2 separate regions of the Ovis aries genome follow, and region 1 is linked to region 2. The links are chromatin contacts, called in public Hi-C maps. All regions are on one chromosome and are shown on one strand. The core of a region is the stretch at or near the end of the contact, and the rest is flanking DNA. Distances in the headings are between cores, read along the strand shown. Region 1 overlaps TTC13 (tetratricopeptide repeat domain 13). Region 2 has its middle 70 kb from the start of FMN2.

Region 1 (3,493 bases), core at 396-2,895, 200 kb after region 2:
GAGAACCTCAGAGCAAAAGGCACACAGCTTTCTTCGATGGCAACTCTCACTCCTAAGAGCTCCATTTGGGTCTTTTCTCTTGTTCATCTTAATTGGCAGAAACTTTGACACTAAGCAGAATAGCTGTAGTCAACATACTACAACTCAAAATAGCACCATGCATTTTTGCTAGTGCTTCTTCAAAGTAGACTCTTATCTGTCTGAAAAGCACTCAGAATTTTGTCAACCAAGAATTTCATACACACACATGCATAAACCCCAACTGTGCAGACCAGAGTAACAAAGCAGAGTATTCTAAAGGAACTGGAGGTAAGAATGGCTCTTAAGGGTGCTGAGTATGAACACAGCTTTCTGTTTAAAACACTTCCGACAAACTGAAAAGCCAATAAATAGGTGTTGTCATTGCTCCAGAAGCATCCTCCCCAAATTCGGTTGTAGCCAGCATTTTTTAGGATTGACAGACTTGAATGAGAGAACCGACGGTAAAATAAAAAGAGGTGGTGCTTCAGAAAACACACTGGAGGAAAAAGCTGTCTAAAAACAGTGACCAGTGGACATTCACTAAGGTCCAGGGAAGGGTGAAGATGTGTGGATGTGGACAGGAAGGCTGGCAGCAGGGGCTGAGACAAGAGATGTCTTTGTATGAGGACAAGGACTTTTAGGGGCAGAATGTGCTAACACTTAAGGGTATGCGTCAATCCTCTTTAATGCTCCCTGCATGCCTATAAGATAGGCCACGACCTCAATCTCACAGGTGAGGAAACCCAGTTGGTGAGATGAGGCAAGGTGAGGTCCTGCCTGAGCTGCACATGGAAACGGGGACCCAGGCCCTCATGACATCCAGTCCCCTAATTCACTAACCAGCTGCCCGAGGGGAACTGAGGTAACTCTGAACCTGGCTCTTTGGCTGAGGTACGTCGTGTAGAAGAACCTGTCAGGGCATCACATTCAACAAGCACTTTAAACACAAAGGCATAGTTTCATTCACTTCTATGTGTGCCTTTAGAAACACCAGTACACACACAGCCTGGGTGGAGGCACGGTGTGCAAGGCCACAGTGAGATGGCCATTCCCAGATATAGCCAAACAGGCAATGACTTTGCATTGGGAGCCAGACACTGGGGGCGGGGGGGTGGGGGAGGGTGATACTGGGCCCCTTAGCAGCTCTCCAGCAACTGCAGCCTTTTGTGCATTATGCTTTTCTTAATACACACACACACACACACACACACACACACACACATTCTACGGGCTTCCCTGGTGGCTTAGGCAGTAAGGAATTTGCCTGCAATGCAGCAGACCTGGGTTCAATCCCTGGGTTGGGAAGATCCCCTGGTGAAGAGAATGGCAACCCACGGCAGTACTCTTGCCTGGAGAATCCCATGGACAGAGGAGCCTGGTAGGCTACAGTCCATGGGGTCACAAAGAGTGGGACATGACTGAGCAACTAACACTCTCACTTTTCACTTCCATATATATGTGTTAAAATATCCCTCAGCTGCTTCCGTATTCTGCCTAATATAGTAAATTTAAATGCCGAAAATACCCATTGGAAAGCTAAAGACTGAAATCTGAGTCAGGCTCCAGTTTCTTTCTGTCTGGTGCATCCAGCAGTCCTTGGTGGGGCCATTCTGCCCCCTGGGGGACATTTGGGGAATTCAGGGGAGAGTGTGGCTACGAGGATGAGGTGCAAGGGACAGTCACACGGGCATGACTCCCACTGGATTTGCATATGGATGAAGAAGCTGTTTATAATGTAATAATCACCTAGGCCTGGACTCAGACTCCAGTTTACACTCTCACGCTAAGTATCTGTTACAGCTGAAATACCCACTGACTTTTCTAGAAATGCAAACAGCACATAAACTGAGGAAAGAGTGTATCTGTACATTGTACAGAACTTATTAAGTGTGGTTTACCATCCATTATGGAAAACCGTATCACCAAAGTCATAGCTCATGATACTTGAGTCACCAAATGACAGATGGCTGCAGGGCTGCCTCTGGAGCCGTCACATTCACCAAGACTTCACACACATGAGCAAGCAACCGGCTACTTCTTTGTGGCTTCTCATGAAGATATGCCTAAATGCTGACCTACTGTTTCTTGCCTATAGACAACTTAGCTTTTAGAGCTCCTTTACAGCACTTTGGTGACTTTCTAAGGGATTTTTTTTGAGTATGTACATTCTTATGGATTTGATTTTAGTGTAGTAAAGGGGCCATCTGAACAGGTTTGCTGAAGTCAGGTTTGCTAAGACAGGTTTGAGAAGACTGAGAACCACACCTCAGTTCACAAGACCCTCAGAATAACCAGGTTGGTCAGAAACAAGGCTCATCAGCACAAAGAGCCTGGAGGAGAGCCAGGAGCGACGGCCTAGCCCAGTGAGCAGACAGGCCTGGGCCGTGGGGCCAGCTTGTGGCTTTGCCCATGACAAGATGCCTCCTGGTTATGCTTTAGAAATGTGTGAGCTTTGTCAGACACAGAAATGTCTTATCATGTACTTGATGTACATCAGTCTTATCTACTATAGCTACAAGGAGAATATTTATTCAAGTTTTATGTTATAGGTCAAACTATTAATTGAAAAAAATCAAATGTTCCTGCTGTGGGCACATCTTGGGTAGTTTGGAGAAAAGGTTCATAAAGTTCTAATTTCTTAATGGCTTATACTTTTAAAACAACATAATTATTTCCCCCTGATGGGCCCTTTATCTTGAATTCAAATACTTCTGATACTGACATTGCCACACCTGCTTTTCTCCAGGAGCATTTGCCTGGCCTACCTTTCAGCCTTGAACTTTTTGAACATCATCTTCTTGCAGATGTTTCCAGTGAACAGAACGCAGCTGGGCTTTAAAACACCGATTTGAGATGCCTGTTCTTTCGGGGGGGGGAGTCAGTCACTCACGACACATCACCCATTCTACACATTCCCCCCTTATCTTAATGCTCCCCCTTCTCTCTCTGTCAACCTTTAGTTGAATTGACTTTGCTTTCCTTATTGCATTTTCCTACCTTCTAGGGTCTGCTTTAATTTTGGTTATTATTCAGAATGTGTTTTTATCAGTGTTTTTAAGTGGCACACTTTATAAACCTTAAAATACTAATAACATTAACAATTATGCATCTAATGATAATAAGTTCTTCTTTCAAAGAGTACTAATTTTTTCCCCTAAAAACAACTACTGTGATTTTGATGATAAATTTACCTTCATAATTGGAAGGAGGTCTTCCACTTTGTGGACCTTTTCCAGAGCTTCTCTAACTTCCAACAATCCTTTAGGATTATTAGCGCTTTAAAGAGGAAAGAGAGAGAGATAGCAACTAAAATTAACACAGAAATCAGTAGTTAGTTATGCTATTACCTTTAATTTAGATAAATCCTTAATTACAAGTGGCTCAATATTCAAAATGGTGGACCACAACCAAAGTATCGAAATAAGGGAATAGTTTAATCTAATAAGTATTGCGCTACAGATGAGAATTAGGG
Region 2 (3,436 bases), core at 543-3,042:
ACCGCTGTCTTCTGGGGCAGGGTCAGCAAGCTGTTCCCATAAAGGGGCCTGTTAGGCTTTGAGGGACCCGGGGTCTGTTTCAGCAATAGATCTTCCAGGCTTTCACCCCTGATCACTGAGATACAGGTTGTCAGATATAATTGGTTCAGACCAGTGTTAGTTTTAGGCGCCCAGTATCATGGTTTGCTATGTGTACATGCTGTGAAATGATCACAAGTTCAGTTACCATCCACAACCACTCACAGCTACACATTATTTTCTTGTGATGAGATCTCTTAAGAACTGCTCTCTTAGCAACTTTCACATACACAACACAGTGTTGTTAACCACCGTCGCCTTGCCGTACACACAACCCCAGGGATTGCGTGTCTTACAGCTGGAGGTGTGTGCCTGTCGACCATCTTCACCCACTCCACCTGCCCCCTCAGCACCCGCCTCTGGTTTCCCACACCCTGTTCTGTTTCGGAGTTTGATTTCTTTTTTCAGTTCCACATACAAGTGAGACTGTACTTGTCTTTCTCTGTCTGACATATTTCACTGAGCATAATGCCCTCTGGGTCCATTCATGTTGTTGCAAATGCTTTTTTATAGCTGAGTACGATCCATTAGATATGTGTATATGTGATATATAGCTGAGTAAGATCATTGTATGTGTACATACGGTATATATCTGAGTAAGATCCATTGTACATGTATATTTGATATATATCCGGGTAAGATCCATTGTCTATGTATATTTGATATATATCCGGGTAAGGTCCATTGTATATGTAAATTTGATATATATCCGGGTAAGGTCCATTGTATATGTATATTTGATATATATCCGGGTAAGGTCCATTGTATATGTAAATTTGATATATATCCGGGTAAGATCCATTGTCTATGTATATTTGATATATATCCGGGTAAGGTCCATTGCATATGTGTGCATATGGTGTGTACCACACTTCGTCACCCTTGTCTGACAGTGGAAGTGTAGTTTGTGTCCATGTTATGGAACACATGTTTTGTTCCCAGTGCACAGTGAACCCAAACAAACTGAAACCTAAAGTTTGAAGCAGAGAAAGGGTCTACATCTGCCATAGAGAACTCATAACAGGGCCCCCAGGAGGGGTCACTGAGACCCTGCTGTGTGAGTGCAGGTGGCCGCTGCCTTCTCTGCACCATGGCGTCCTCATCTGTATAGAGAGCTAGTAACAGGGCCAGGAGGGCAGACTGAGAGTGGCCTCAGCAGCAGCCCCGTCAGGATGGAGGAAGGGGAGGGAGGCCTCTGCAGGGACACGGTCCCTCCCTCTGCTCCCCACACCTTCTGAGCACCAAGCACACGTGTCCTCTGTACCCCCAGATCACTTGGCAATGATGCTTCAAAGGTAGCCCAGTCACATGCCCCCTACCCCGTCAGATGTATCTTCCCTCCTCCTTGAAGCCCTGAACACCATTGCCTTCTCATCTGGCTTATCTGGTCCCCTGCGGTCAGACGCCCGGGCTCCTCCATCCACGAAGCTCCCATCCTAGGACTGTGTATTCAGCAGGTGCTCAATACAGGTTTAGGGCTTTGGGGAAGGCTCATTGCTCTCCTGCACAAGGATGCTTCTCGTGGAGGCAACTCCAGCTCCTCCACACACAGGGCAAGTCTGGTGTGGGGCATAAATGGCTCCACTGCCGTGGATCTGCTGAAGGAAAGGGCAGCCCTGGGAGACCCTGACCCCCCACCGTACCCTGCCTGGGGCCTGGCTTCTGCGGATGAAGCTGTCCCGTGAGCATCCACAAGGAGGCACTGGAGGACTAGGGCCGTGCTGTGCAGTGGCAGAGCATCTGGTCTGGACCCCGCCTCGGGGCAGCTGCTCAGCCCACATTTGGTCTTAAACCAAGGGCCTTGAACAAGGGCTCAGGAGCAAATCTGGATTTTTAAAAGTAATTCCAACATTTAAAAACTAGGAGATTTCAGACAAAGCCCCAGATTTCTAGCTTTGTGAGTTTTGACATGAAATGAGAAGTCCTGGCCTCCTGGGGGACATTGTCAGGGGGTGAACAGATGAGGCTGTTCTGAGTCTGAGTGGGGGCCCTTCTGGAAGAGGCTGTGTCCCCAGCTCGCCACAGTTCCCACCTCCCCCTGCGCAGCCCCCAGGCCCAGGCTCTCCCTGCCCTGTTCTTGCCTGCCCCTGGAGGTGTCCAGGTTTGCAGTCCTCCTCCTAGTCCATGGAGCTTTGCTGACGTGAGGGCCACAGCTGTGTGGAGTTTGTCCTGACCCGCTGGTGGGCAGGATAAATGGGCTGAGTGCAGCCCTCAAAGGAGGGTTTCGTCGTCACATGTCGTCCGAAGGCAGTCAGGAAGGGGAGGGGTGGGAGAAGCCAGGGCCAGGAGCTCCATAAAGTGTCGCCTGGTGGTGTGTCTTCAGGCTCCAAAGCTGCCCCTAAACCCTGCCCTTCTCCCACCACGCATGCATCGCTGCTCCCGGTCTTTCCACAAACACTGGCTATGAGGGGCCTGGTCCCCGGGCCAGCCTTGAGGGCCACAGTCTCTGGCCCAACTCCACCTCCGGCAGCTCCAATGGGTCAGCGTTGCTGTGAGGTGGCCACTGCCGGACCCTTTACAGGAAAAACGGAGCCTCCAAGGGGACAAGGGACTCACCCAGGGTCACAGAGACTTAGAGCTTATGACCAAAGTCTGCTGGGTCTCAGCTGGCCCCAGAGCAGAGACTATGTCCCAGGGAGACGTGTCGTCCTCAGGCCATTACAACAGGAGGGCTGAGGACAGAGTGGAGGAGTGAGTCAGAGTGGGGCAGGTGCACGGGGCAAGCAGGCTCAGGGACAAGTCCCCAGAAGAGCAGAGTCTTGAAAGGGCCAGGGCACTGGTGCTGGTGAGGAGAGGAGAGGGTTCCTGGTGGAGGCTCAGCCCTGCGAGGGCCTGGAGGTGGGCTGCAGCATGAGAAGCAGGCTCCACGTAGAGGCAGGAGCAGCAGGGAAACGGGGAGCCCCTGGTCTCCACTCCTCCTGCCGTGACCCAGCCCTGGCAGCTGCGCCTCCTCTCTCTCCACCTCGCCTCTTCCAGTGAGATGGAAGAGACGCTTCTGGGGAGACCCTGAGCCATCTCCTCCTGCACTTGCTTCCTGTCCAGTATCAGCTAAGACAGGACAGGTAGATTCCAGTCCTGGAGTGGCGACTACGTCTCTCACTACTCAGGGGCACCATCGTGACATGGCTCCCAAGTTAAAAAAAGAAAAATTAAAATGGGGGAAAAAAACCCAGACTGTTAGTGGTCTGAATGAGCATGAGGTGAGAGTGGGTCCCTTTGCTTCCTATTGATGATGGAGCCTGGTCCTAGAGGGATGGAGAAGGGGCGCTTGATGGACATGTGGCCTGAGTTTGGTCCTTTCATCTATTTGGTGTTTTATCCTCATCAGTTTTCTGAGCCCCTTTTCGCATCAGGCCCA

Evidence for each region. A called contact is a pair of places that touch in the nucleus more often than the background predicts.
Region 1: a contact with region 2 is called in a Hi-C map of hypothalamus, with 10 times the contacts expected there. The contact joins two enhancer-like sites. A contact is called at or near these places in 4 of 16 Hi-C or Micro-C datasets (hypothalamus, muscle and tail adipose tissue).

What each region holds. Positions count from the first base shown.
Region 1 is chr25:3,050,831-3,054,323 of ARS-UI_Ramb_v3.0, forward strand. It overlaps TTC13 (tetratricopeptide repeat domain 13), which reads right to left. Exons shown (of 19, transcript XM_042241103.1): 13 at 3,213-3,297. Among named protein-coding and RNA genes, the nearest start is that of C25H1orf198, 45 kb to the left of the region's middle. Within about 2 kb of position 1,646, at least 9 of the 54 cell types and tissues checked have an H3K27ac peak or open chromatin away from gene starts, as enhancers often do. A contact at or near this core is called in hypothalamus, where this site is marked.
Region 2 is chr25:2,848,384-2,851,819 of ARS-UI_Ramb_v3.0, forward strand. No RefSeq gene overlaps it. Among named protein-coding and RNA genes, the nearest start is that of FMN2, 70 kb to the left of the region's middle. Within about 2 kb of position 1,793, at least 7 of the 54 cell types and tissues checked have an H3K27ac peak or open chromatin away from gene starts, as enhancers often do. A contact at or near this core is called in hypothalamus, where this site is marked.